2 separate regions of the Sus scrofa genome follow, and region 1 is linked to region 2. The links are chromatin contacts, called in public HiChIP or PLAC-seq maps. All regions are on one chromosome and are shown on one strand. Each heading gives the region's core, a stretch centred on a gene start, on an enhancer-like site or on the middle of the called end of the contact. The rest is flanking DNA. Distances are from core to core; before and after follow the strand shown.

The links. HiChIP or PLAC-seq counts read pairs in DNA pulled down with a chosen protein or histone mark.
Region 1: an H3K27ac HiChIP or PLAC-seq map of alveolar macrophages shows a contact between it and region 2. The contact joins the promoter of PIH1D2 here to the promoter of C9H11orf52 in region 2. A contact is called at or near these places in 2 of 47 Hi-C or Micro-C datasets (fetal heart ventricle and heart right ventricle) and 1 of 2 datasets of contacts at active chromatin or transcription factors (alveolar macrophages).

What each region holds. Positions count from the first base shown.
Region 1 is chr9:39,773,164-39,779,954 of Sscrofa11.1, forward strand. It overlaps PIH1D2 (PIH1 domain-containing protein 2), which reads right to left and starts at 2,314. Exons shown (of 7, transcript XM_021062782.1): 1 at 2,176-2,314; 2 at 1,169-1,372; 3 at 1-87. The coding sequence starts at 1,345. C9H11orf57 reads left to right here and starts at 2,416. Exons shown (of 6, transcript XM_021062781.1): 1 at 2,416-2,551; 2 at 3,727-3,803. The coding sequence starts at 3,735.
Region 2 is chr9:39,645,387-39,651,579 of Sscrofa11.1, forward strand. C9H11orf52 reads left to right here and starts at 1,504. Exons shown (of 4, transcript XM_003129841.4): 1 at 1,504-2,542. The coding sequence starts at 2,511.

The DNA.
Region 1 (6,791 bases), core at 1,064-3,563, 130 kb after region 2:
TAGAGGGACTGGATGACTGGTTGATTGGGGAGCTGGGATCCTTTTCCACTCACATAGGTTTATAAAAAGTATTTTTTCTTCCGGTTTCTAGAAAGCAAATAATTTTGCATATTTCAAAACCTAGTTTTTAAATTTTAAGATAATACCCTATGGAGTTCCCGTTGTGGCTCAGTGGTTAACAAACCCAACTGGTATCCATGAGTATGTGGGTGCAATCCCTGGCCTTGCTCAGTGGGTTAAGGATCCCGTGTTGCCATGAGCTGTGGTGTAGGTTGCAGGCTGTGATGTAGCCTGGCACCTGTAGCTCATTTGGACCCCTAGCCTGGGAACCTCCATATGCCTTGGGTGCCACCCTAAAAAGACACACACACACACACACACAAAATTTAAAATAATATCCTCAAGGTAAACTAATCACTGAATTTGAAGAGTGAGAACTTTAGGCTCCAAGTAAGTCATTTCATGTATTAAAACTGCATTTGAAAAATTGTAAGAAATTATCGTTACCCTATTTCTCTAAGCTACTGGACTTTCATCAAGCATCCAGTTGCCATTCCCAGAGGAAGTGGGAGGAGAGAGTAGGAACTGAGCCAAGCAGCTGTTCCAGTTGAATTTGACCCTATTCCACCACTTCCTTACCTCCCCAACTAAATAAGTTCTCTTCATTTGAAAAACCTCCAACTCTGTTTTTCTCTATTAAATATTTACCTTTTATTTTCATTCTAGCAGGAAATGGTTAATTTTGAGATCTCCAAAATGTGTCAGATATGAATTTCCCATTCTTACTCCTTTAACACAATCGTCCACACTACATTTAATTTCTTTTTTTCTTTTTTTTGGTCTTTTTTAGGACCACACCCATGGCTTATGGAAGTTCCCAGGCTAGGGGTTGAATCAGAGCTGTAGCTGCTGGCCTACACCACAGTCACAGAAATGCTGGATCCTTCACACACTGAGCGAGGCCAGGGTTTGAACCCACGTCCTCATGGATACTAGTTAGGTTCATTACCACTAAGCCACGAAGGGAACTCCTTAATTTCCTTTTAGAGTGGAAGTTTCTCTCAAGTTTTGTGTTGAAGTAGCAATAGCTAAGGGTAAGTCATTCTCTGGTTACTCCAGGACCATCTAATTCAGGATTTCCCTTTCTCTGGGCATCAACTCTACATACCAGGATCCTGGTTTGCAGACAGAGCCATGGTTCTGGGGCCGCACAGAGCTGTTTCCCCTCTTTCAGCTGCTGTTGAATGAACTTCTCATAGCTCTCAGGGTTACTTTCAGCCAGATCATCTAGAAGGTTCCAGAGTTGAGTAACTTGGGTGAGCAGACCTTTTGAGGATTTCTCCATGATTGAGATGAATTAGGCCTCTTAAATCTGTGGAAAGACATTTGAGGGAAAAAAGGTCTACTGATTCATTTATTTTTGGGGGGAGGAGGAATACGTCAGGAATTGTTTTGTTGAAGTTAGCAACTATCCTTAATACCTGTGTCTAAAAGACTGTGGCTCAGCACCATTTTATCTTTTCCTTATTCTCTAATTATCTAGTACCACTTCCTACATTCTCAAGATGTTCCCTCAGATAATAAGGCCTTACCTCTGTCTAGAGCCTCAAAAACCCTAAGGGGACAGAGTAATCTTTTAAAGTTTGGATTTCCTGGAATTTTCTTGTTCCAGTATCCTGGTATTAGCTAAGTGGTGCCTATCCAGTTCCTTTATTTGCTAGAGGTGTGCTGTGGATTGAAGGCTACACAAGACTTCCTCAATCTTTGGTATAATCTAGTAGTTAACAGCATGGACTCTGCAGACAGAATGCATAGAATTCCAGTTTTAGCTCTATCCATCACTTACTAGCTGTGTGATTTGAGCATTTAATTTACATACATGTATCAGTTTATTCCCCTCTAAATGAAGACAATAATACCTATCTCGTAGGGTTATCGTGAGGATTAAGTAAGGTAACACAGAGAGGCTGAACACTTGCTAAGCCTTACATAAGAATAGTAATATTCTCTCCATGACTTGAGGTAACCTTCCTCCCTCCTCCTTCCCCTCAATGGAGACGTGTCCCATAGCATCGACAGAATGAGGAAAAGAGTAAGTTTGGGTTGCCTGAACACTACAGGAAGGTTAGACTAAAAGGGAAATGTAACTGTCTTTCCAGAGGTCGGCAAACCCACCTCCTCTCTTGGTTTCCTGACAAACCGCGACGCCTGTTACCGGGGTAACCATCTTGGTACAACATCTAATTGGGTCCGGGAAGCTCCAGGCAGAAAGTTCTTTTTACACCTAGTTCCGGAATCTTCTCCTTCTGGTGCTGGGCTTGCTTTCTGGCTGAGCCCGACCCACTTCTTTTCCAGGAGGGCGCTCACCTCCCTTTCTGCACCTGTTGACCTCTACAGTGTCCTGGAAACCCTCCTGTGGGAGTCTCTGTGACTCCTGTTGGTGGGAAGAATTTCTTAGGGGCACGACTTCCGGCCTGAAAAGGAAGTCGGCTTCCTTCTCCCCCAGATCCCTTCCTCCCCCTGCCCCCGTCACGCGAGGCTGCGGCGCACGGTATGGGTGTGTTTGTGTGTGTTTCTGTGGGGAGGGTGTTTGGAGGGAAGGTTACCGGGAGCTCCGCGGCCGCTGGGGGGCAGGGGTGCCGGTGACGAAGATGGGGGTATTTTCTGTGTCTTCCACTTGGAAGCCTCAATCCCCTCTTCAGCCACTCTAGGTACTTTTTGGGGCCCAGTCGAGGGGCGTCCCCGGCCAAAGCGTCCCCATCCTTTTGGGAAGGCGGAACCCAACCTCGGGGCCGTCCCAGAGGAGCGTGAGCGGGGAGTGCGCTAGCCAACTTGGCCGTCCGGATTCCGAGCCAGAGCAGCCTCCGGCCTCAGTCCGGAGAAAAATCTGCCTGTCGGCCTGGGCTGGGGAGAGGCGGCGGTGGCGAGGCCCACGGGTGAGGGCGGAATAACCGGTGGGAAGGCTGCGTTTTCACGAAGGACTCGGGTGAAGCTGCAGAGCTGCCTTTGAGCCCTGACTCCTTGGCTTCCTGGGTCGGAGGAGATCTTGTAATGGAGTGGTTCTTCGTCTCACACTAACAAGATGCCTGATTTCCTCAGGATCAAGGGGTGAGTGAGCGGTGGGGTGGTTGCACAAAGCCCTTGCTGGCTACACACGTGAATATCCCTGTCCTCTGTTTTTTGGAGGTTTCTGTCCAAAGTAGAATATAAGATACCCTTGAATGGAGAAATTTAGGGCATCTCGGCATTCGATGTTTTTAGACGTCAATTTTTGTTACTGTTGACATTTGTTTCGCTGACATTCTCAAATCTAGGTATTTACTTAATTGCAGACTAATTTTGGGATTCAAAAACTGGTTTCTAATCTAGACCTCGTTTGCCTTGGAATATGTGGCCTGGGGCAAGTTATAGCTTTAAGAGAATTTCACCTACGAAATAGGAATGAAGATACCTGCCTCATCTAAAACAATTACTTTGAGAATTAAATGATGTTCCTCAAAGCACTTAATTTGTGCAGTTTGAAAGAACTCCAGTGGTCATTACCTCCTTTCGTCCTCACATTGGTGTGGTCAGGTGTTTTCCCCTTTAGTGGTGAAGGAAAAACTATTCTGCACGACCTGTGACTTCAGTGATTTTCCCTTTAACTCATGCTTTATTAAAACACAGTAATAAAAATAAGGTAACATAGTGAATTATTATTAAAAGTTACTTATCGATTCATTTCAGATTGAAGAATGTCCCGAGTTCCCTTGGGGAAAGTCCTCCTGAGGAATGTCATCCGGCACACAGATGCTCACAATAAGGTGAGAGGTCCAACCTTGTGATTCCTCTTGCTTAATGAGGGCATACAGTGTGCCGTAAATTATTTTGGTACAGTTGGGAGATACATGATAAATCAAATAGAATTAGAATATAATTTGATAAGTATAATGGAGACATATACAAAGTGCTTTCATGCACTGAGGAAGGAATAATGAAATCTGCCTTGGGGAATTAGGAAAGGCTTCATAGAATGGGTGGTATTTGAGCTTCTGATATTTGAACTGGTTCTTGATGAGCAGGCTCTAGTGTACCAGGTGGAAAACATTATTCAGGGCAGAGGGAAAGTCATGCACTAGCATATACAAGGAGCGTAAAGAACTTGGGGCAAGAGATTGTATGTATCCAGAGAGAAGAGAAGGGGGACCAGGGGCGGGGGGGGGATGGCAGAAGATGAGGTCTGAGTGGTAAATTACAGTTAGATTTTGGTGCTTAGAGATTAGACTTTTTCCTCGAGGCAGAAAAGAAACCATCACATTTTTTGTGTTTGTTTTAATTTGTTATGAGAATTTTTTTTTAAAATGTCTTTTTCTTTTCTTTTTTTGTGTGTTTTTGCCATTTCTTGGGCCGCTCCCGCCACATATGGAGGTTCCCAGGCTAGGGGTTGAATCGGAGCTGTAGCTGCCTGCCTATGCCAGAGCTACAGCAAAGCGGGATCCAAGCTGTGTCTGCAACCTACACCACAGCTCACGGCAATGCCATATCCTTAACCCACTGAGCAAGGCCAGGGATCGAACTTGCAACCTCATGGTTGCTAGTCTGATTTGTTAACCAGTGAGACACGACAGGAACTCCATAAAAATGTCTTTTTCTTTTTACTGCCACAACTGTGCCATGTGGAATTTCCTGGGCTAGGGGTCAGATGGAGCTGCAGCTGCTGGCCTACGCTGCCATAGCAGCACTGGATCCTCAACCCACTGAACAAGGCCAGGGATCAAACTTTCATCCTCAGAGTTCCCGTTGTGGCTCTGATTAACGAATTCGACTGGGAACTATGAGGTTGCGGTTCGATCCCTGGCTTCACTCAGTGACTTAAGGATCTGGTGTTGCCATGAGCTGTGGTGTAGGTCGCAGACGTGGCTTGGATCCCAAGTTGCTGTGGCTGTGGCATAGGCTGGCAGCTGTAGCTCCGATTAGAGCCCCTAGCCTGGGAACCTCCATTTGCTGTGGGTGCAGCCCTAGAAAATACAAAAAAAAAAAAAAGAAAAAACCTTGCATCCTCATGGACACTATGTATGGTTCTTAAGCCACTGAGCCACAATGGGAACTTCTTTAATTTTTTAAAAAAATTTAAAAATTTAAGAAATTTTTAAAAGTATCATTGAGCTACAATGTTGTGTCAGTTTCTGATGTACATCAGTGTTCAGTTTTAGATAAGTGTATTCATATATATTCTTTGTCATATTATTTTCAATTATGGCTATTAAATATGTTAAATATAGTTCCCTGTGTAATATAGGAGGACCTTGTTGTTTATCTGTTTTATATATAGTAGTTTGTATATGCTAATCCCAGACTCCTAATTTAGCCTTTCCCCATTCCCTTTCTCCATTGCTAATCATAAGTTTGTTTTCTGAGGGAGTTCCCATTGTGCCGCAGTGGAAATGAATCCAAATAGGAACCCTAAGTTTGTTTTCTATGTCTGTGAGTCTGTTTCTGTTTTGTTAATAAGCTCATTTATGTCATATTTTAGATTCCACATATAAGTGATAGAGTATTTGTCTTTCTCTTTCTGACTTACTTTGCTTCGTATGATAATCTCTAGGTCCATCCATGTTGCTGCAAATGGCATTATTTCCTTCCTTTTTAATGGCTGAGTAGTTTTCCATTGTGTGTACATACCACAGCTTCTTTATTCATTCGTCAGTGGACATTTAGGTTGCTTCCATGTCCTGACTACTGTAAACAGTGCTGCTATGAACTTTGGGGTGCATGTATCTTTTTGAATTAGAGTTTTCTCCCAATATATGCCCAGGAGTGGAATTGCTGGATGACATTGTAACTCTATTTTTAGTTTTTAGACAACCCTCCATACTGTTTTTCGTAGTGGCTGACCATTTTACATTCCCAGAAATCATCAAATGTTTTTAAGCAGAGCTTGACATGGTCATATTTGTATTTTAGAAAGATGATTTGTTAGTTGGGTAGAGGGTAGATCAGATGGGGCGAAACAGTAGAGAGACCATTTAGGAGGCATTTGCAATGTTCTAGGTGAGAGAAAACAGTGACAGTAGGGATGAAGATGAGGAATTTAGGCAATAGAGTCCAAAAAACTTAATGATCGATTGGATGATAGTGATAATTAAGGGGTCAAATATAACCACCTTCTGTGACTGAGGGAATGATGATCATGCATTAATTGAGATGGGGGTCAAGAGAAAAGAGACAGGTATGTTGGAAGAAGTAATTAGTCTGATTCTGAACCTGTTGATGGTGAGGTGCTTACAAGCTGTCCAAACAGTTGGAAATTCATACTTAGAGGAAAGGAGAAAAGTTGAGGCTGGATTTAAAGGCTTGGGAATTACTCATATGTAGGAAGCGGTAGTGGTCATGAGAGTAGATGAGGTCACCTAGGAGAGCACATTCAGTGAAGCGACGGCCAAGGACCCTTGTTTGGTTTTCTTTGGTGAACTTTACAACTCCTAGTTTGATCATATGTTATTACCGTCATATCACTTGATACTTTGATTGTGAGTGAGGGTATAACTATTACCTAAGCAGTCTCTGTAATTGTGTTAAACCACTCATTAGATGATTGGCTTAGAGTTGAAAGCAGTGGCTTAAAAAGATAAATCTAGCACAGATATAATAATATTACAGGAGGACTTAGAAAACAAAATGATTTATTGCTCTTTGTTTTTTTTTTTTTTGTTTTTTAGGGCCACACCCGAGGCATATGGAGGTTCCCAGGCTAGGGGTCCAATCAGAGCTGCAGCTGCTGGCCTGCACTGTAGCTCACAGCAATGCTGGAG
Region 2 (6,193 bases), core at 254-2,753:
GTGGCTGTGGCATAGGCTGACAGCTGTGGCTCCGACTCAACCCCTAGCCTGGGAACTTCCATATGAGCCGGGTATGGCCCTAAAAAGCAAAGGAAAGAAGAAGAATCTGTGGACCCCACGATACAAACTTTCACTTGAAAAATTTGACTCTTAAAGGATTGCCATGTATTAAAAATCAAAGCAGGAGTTCCTGTCATGGCTCAGCGGTTAACGAATCTGACTAGCGTCCATGAGGACGCAAGTTTGATCCCTGGCCTTGCTCAGTGGGATAAGGATCCAGCATTGCCGTGAGCTGTGGTGTGGCTTGGATCCTGCATATCTGGGGCTGTGGTATAGGCCGGCCCTGTAGCTCTGATTCAACCCCTAGCCTGGGAACCTCTATAAGCTGCAGGTACAGCCCTAATAAGCGCAAAAAAAAAAAAAAAAAAAAAAAAAATTTAAAGCACGCCTTAGAGAAATAACTATTGATATATTTTTTTGTTCATTCAGTCAACAAATATTTCTTAACCCCCAAGTAATATACTATGGAGGTTGTACATTATAAATATAAATTTAAAACTATACTCCTTTATCATCTACTCACAGGAATCTTAACATATAGATGAGAAAAAAAAAAGAATTTTTAAAGGATCCTATTCAGACTTCAACCAGAACAGCTTCACTTTGATCTGTTTCATAACTGGAATTTTTACATGAGCTTCATTTAAAAGAAAGTATTCCTTAGCTAGAAAAAATTGAAACCTCTAATTTAGTACAGATTCCCCACCCCCTCAAATTCTTTAAAGATTGTTAGTCAACTTCTTTTTTTTTTTTTTTTTTTGTCTTTTGAGGGCCATACCCTCAGCATATGGAGGTTCCCAGGCTAGGGGTCCAATCGGAGCTATAGCTGCCGGCCTTCACCACAGCCACAACAACGTGGGATCTGAGCCATGTCTGCGACCTACACCACAGCTCGTGGCAACGCCAGATCCTTAACCCACTGAGCGAGGCCAGGGATTGAACCTGCAACCTCATGGTTCCTAGTCAGCTTTGTTAACCACTGAGCCAAGACGGGAACTCCAAAAGATTGTAGTCAACTTCTGTGACATTTTTTGTGGCGGAGAACTTAGATCTTCGTTTTCTTTTTTTTTTTTTTTTCACATCTGTTATAAATTCTTCCTTCTATTGAACCAAAATCTGCATTTTAGTAACTTCTGTCCATTGGTTCAGGTTATGTCCTGAAAATAAATGCAATCTTTCTTTCACTTGAGAATCCCTTTAGATATTTAAAAATAACCGTCCTTTCCTCCAAAGGCTTCCCTTTCCTAACTAAATTGGTGCACAAAACAATAAAGTAAGATACTTGACCAACAATCAGCTGAGAATGAGAAGTAGTAATAATAGCTAAGGCTTACCAAGGGGGTCCCCTGTGCCAGGCCCTGGACTGGAGTTTCATGTATGTTATTTCATTTCATTTTTACCACAGTCCTATGAGGCTGTTGCTTTTTTCTTCTCCAGTTTCATAAGGAAAGAAGATGGGGAGGAAAGAAGAGTCTAGGGTACCCTCTGTGGAGTACAGGGCCGAGCACTGGTCCTGAGCATCTGTGAGGGACACACAAATAACTGGGCATCTGAGCAAGGCACTAAAGATAAGTGTGGGAGCACTGAAGGCAAACTGCACCGGTTCCACAAATCCTCCTAGAGCCCCCATTTTCTCCAGAGGAACTTGTTCAGCTGCATCCTAGTTGCCAGTGTGTGTGGAAAGAGTCTAATTCTGTGTCATTGGAGGAGAAGCTGAGTTGCAATTAAATGGCGATTCCCGTAGTTCTGTCCTGGGGATGGGGAAGTGAGTGGTTAAGGAGTGCTGAGGCCATTCCAATCAGAGAATCATATGATGCTTGACCAGAAAGGGGATTAAGTGGTAAGTTCAGTCCTTTATTTTTAACGGTCCTAGAAAAAAAGTGATTTGTCCACATAAATTCCAGTAGCATGGGAGGAGAGAAAAAGAAAAAAAGGAGACCATTTCTCTAAATTTTAGTTTCCAAGAGGTCCAGTATTCAAACCCATATTCTGGACAGATATCAGAAGAAGCTGAGAGCGATTACCTTGAAAGTGAATCTCCAACCCCAGTAGTGCTGGGGAAACATAAGAAAGACGCTTTATTATAGAGCATCTATTTTGATGATGGAGTGATATAATGGAGAAACATTTCCTAGGGAAACCCTTTTCTATCTCAGGTTTCTTTCCCCTGAAGCTTGAAGCTCAAAGTTCATGCTTCATCAAAGCAGTTCCAAATCCCGAAGGTGAACTCGCTCTCACCTGGAGCCTGTTGTGTTTCTCTTCCCTTTGGCTGGGAGCAGTCACCTGGGAATCTTTCCAGCAGGTGGCTTCCAAAGTCCAACCTGTTAGGTTGAAATCTGACACTGACAGCGACTCCCCGGAGCTGCTGAGGGAAGCCAGACGGGGAACCAGGAAATGCACAAGCCTCTTTCTGTTCAAAAACAGCTGGGCTCCCAGGGAGACAGAGCAGCATGGGAAACCGGCTCTGCTGCGGGGGAAGCTGGTGAGTAGGGGGAGAGGTTGGAGGGGAACGTCTCTGTTGGTGGATGTGGAGGCTCGGAGAAGAAGAGAGAGCCCGAAGATAGCTCTCTGCCAGCCTCCCACTGTCACCATCTTTCCCTGGCACCTCCAGGAGCCAATACCAGAGCAGTATGTCCTTCTGTGCTCTCTCCTTTCAGGAAACCTCAAAACACACCGCCCAGCCAGCTGTCTATAGAATGACCAGGGCAGGGCTGGAATGGTGAATGGACATTTTTGTTTCTCCTTTTCTTCTTCCTTCTCTCTCTCCCTTTCTCCTCCAGGTAATGATAATTGTAGCATTTGAGAACTTCTTATGTTCCAGGCACTTCATAATCTTATTTGATTTCTCCAACAATTCTGAGGGAGGCGGTCTTACTCCCTTCCCATTTTATAGCTAGGAAGCTGACGCTCAGAGAAGTTAACTCATTTGTCTGGGGTCCCATGGCTAGTAAGCAAATAAACCAAGATTCCAACCCAGGCCTGTATGACTTCCGAGCTCATAGTTTTAACCTCAGCACAATACTGCCTCCTAAATCAAGCAAATCAACTTTGGGAAAATGTTTATTTAAAAGGGCTTCAGAAATGAGGAGAAGCAGCATATCCATCGAATTTTTGAACAGAACTTTCACATTCTTTTGCTGTGTGACCTTAGGCAAACCCTGTAACTTCTCTTTTTCCTCATATATAAAATGTAAATAACGCAACCTGTGTTGTTTAGTTCACAAGCCTGAAGAGCAGGGGGATGTGAAAGTCTCATGAGAAATGAGTTACATTGTCTTTATTGTTCTTTCCCAGAGTTGTCATCACTGTTGCTAAATAGCAAAAATTCAATCAAGTAAATTTTAAAGATTTCATTGGCTTTATTGAATGGTTCATGCATGGCGCAGCATCAGAGGAGTTGTTCAAAATGAAAGGCTCTTATAGGCAGAAGAGGGAAGGGATCAGGAAAGAGCAGATGACTTCATCTTCCTTTGCGCAATGGAAGGGTCTCTGTGGCAGATTAGCTCATTGTTGCTGCCCAGAAAGTTCCAAACGGACTGTTTAAGACTACATTCCTGGGGCAGGTCGCAACTCCAGTGCGTCTAGGGCTTAAGTCGTGGTTTGGTGATGTGAGCTTAGCACACGAAACTACATTAGAGGCCTATTGTTTCCTTTTAACACTGTAAACAGCTGGGCCTGGTTTTTTCCTGTCCCCTGCCTTCTTAGCTATCCCACTCCATGCCTGCCTCCTTCTTGAGGATGTCTTATTTGTAAAAAACTATCATTATGTTTAGAGAGATAGGCGAGGGACATTAGAAAGCACATAATGATTTAGAGTCAATACATTGGATTCCTGTCCTGTTCCTACTACTCATTCATTCATCCATTCATACTGAGCAAATATTTTATTGAACACCCAGGTATACCAGGCACAGTGACAGAAGCTGAAGACATAGCCATCATGGGAAATTTCGTTCCTACCTTCTTAAGATACCAAAGTTCTAGGGGCTTAGTTGGCCCATCTATGAAGTGAGAACAATGGTGTTTCCTAGAATATTGTCAGGATTGAAAAAAACAAATGAAGCACTTTTTAAACTGTGAGATGTCCTATAAACATAAGACATCTAGGAACACAAAAACTTCCATGGAAGGGGGTGTAAAGCATTTTTCACTCCCCCTTTCTTCCCAAGTCTTTGTATTCTTCATTTTTGGTTATTCCTCCCTGTGATGGTGGCAGTCATAGTAGTCAGCTTTGATTGACACTCATTATATGCCAGGCACCTAGCTGAATATTTTGCTTTTATTTGTACTTATTTCATATTATTTCTATTTTTTATGGCCGCATCTATGGTATATGGAAGTTCCCAGGCCAGGGAGTGAATCCTAGCAGCAGCTGTGACCTGTTCTGTAGCTGTAGCGATGCTGGATCCTTTAACCTATTGCACTGGGCTAGGAATCAAACCCATGCCTCTGCAGCAACCTGAGATGCTGCAGTCAGATTCTTAACCCACTGCACCATAGCAGGAACTCTGAATATTTTGCTTTTATTATTTTATTTAATTTTTATAATAACCCCATGAAGTTTAAGTTCCATTATTATCCTCATTTTATTAATAAGAAAATGAAGCCTAATAAAAAACTTGCTGAGGTCATACAGCTAGTCTGATACTATCGGTGTGGCTCTAGAGCCTGGCTAGAAATGCTACAATAGATGTTCTAACCAAAATATATTTTTTCCTCTTAAAATATTAGGACTGGATAAATATTGTTCTCCTCTATTTCTCATTATCTTAGTAAACTTGCAGAAAGTTAAAGACACTATGACAACTAATGAGACTTTCATTTAAAAATTTTTTCTGATTATAAAAGTAATACACATTCACTGTAGGAAATGTGGAAAATACCAAAGAGCAGAAAATAAGAGATGACCAGAAATATAACCTGGAGATGACAGGAACATTTCAGTGTATTTCCATGGAATCCTTTTAAAATGCCTATATGAATAATTTTTATGGTAAAACATAGTCTCTTCTTACTCTTTTAATAAAGAGGAAAATTTTCCATGCTAATAGGTATTCTTCCAGCATCTTCCTTAAATTGATATGTAACATTCCATTGACTGGAGATGCCATTTATTTAATTAGTTCCCAATGTTGTATATTTAGGCTATTTCCTATTTTTCACAATTGTAAATAATGCATCCATATTTGGACTTGCCTGATTATTTCTTTGGATATGGAATTACTACGTCAGAGGGTAAACACATTTATGTTTAAGGCTTCTTATACTTACTGCCAATTGCATTCTAGAAAGATTGCACCAATTTTTATTCCTATACTAATACAGGAGAGTGCCCATTTAGCTTCCTTAATTCTGAACTAAAAATAAAATCCTACACCTGTGAGTCAAACTGACTATTCCATTTGGGTCATGCCCAGGCATTGTGCAACATCCAACTTGGAAACAGGCTCTGTTCACTAAAATTGAATCGTCCAAGTCTATGTTATTTTAGGATTAATATTTCTCTTTATTTGTTTAAGTAGAAGCAAGTAGGAACACAGTAGTGACCAGGGGAAAGGAATTAGAGGCTAGGATTAGGCTCTGACGATGCAGCGGAAAGCAAAAAGAAGAGTTGAAATGGCAGAAGAGGAAGTAGAGAGACCCAGAAATAGTTTCAGAGATTTTCTCCTAAACCACCTGTAGAGTTCGGATGAAGACTCTGCTTTCAGCTCAGCAAGCTGCCTTAAAACCGAAGATCCAACCAAAACACGAAACTCTGTCAGATATGTGTGGAAAAAGAAGTCCCTCTCCCCCTTTCTTTCTTGTTTTTTTTTTCTTTTTTTTGCTGTTTCTTGGTCCGCTCCCGCGGCATATGGAGGTTCCCAGGCTAGGGGTCAAATCGGAGATGTAGCCACTGGCCTATGCCAGAGCCACAAGCCGTGTCTGCAACCTACACCACAGCTCACAGCAACGCCAGATCGTTAACCCACTGAGCAAGGGCAGGGATCGAACCCACAACCTCATGGTTCCTAGTCGGATTCGTTAACCACTGCGCCACTATGGGAACTCCTCCCCCTTTCTTTTTAATTAGCAATAGAGGGAAACTTCCTTGGGGAGACAGAAGTCAGACAGATAAAACTGGCTCTATTGAGAG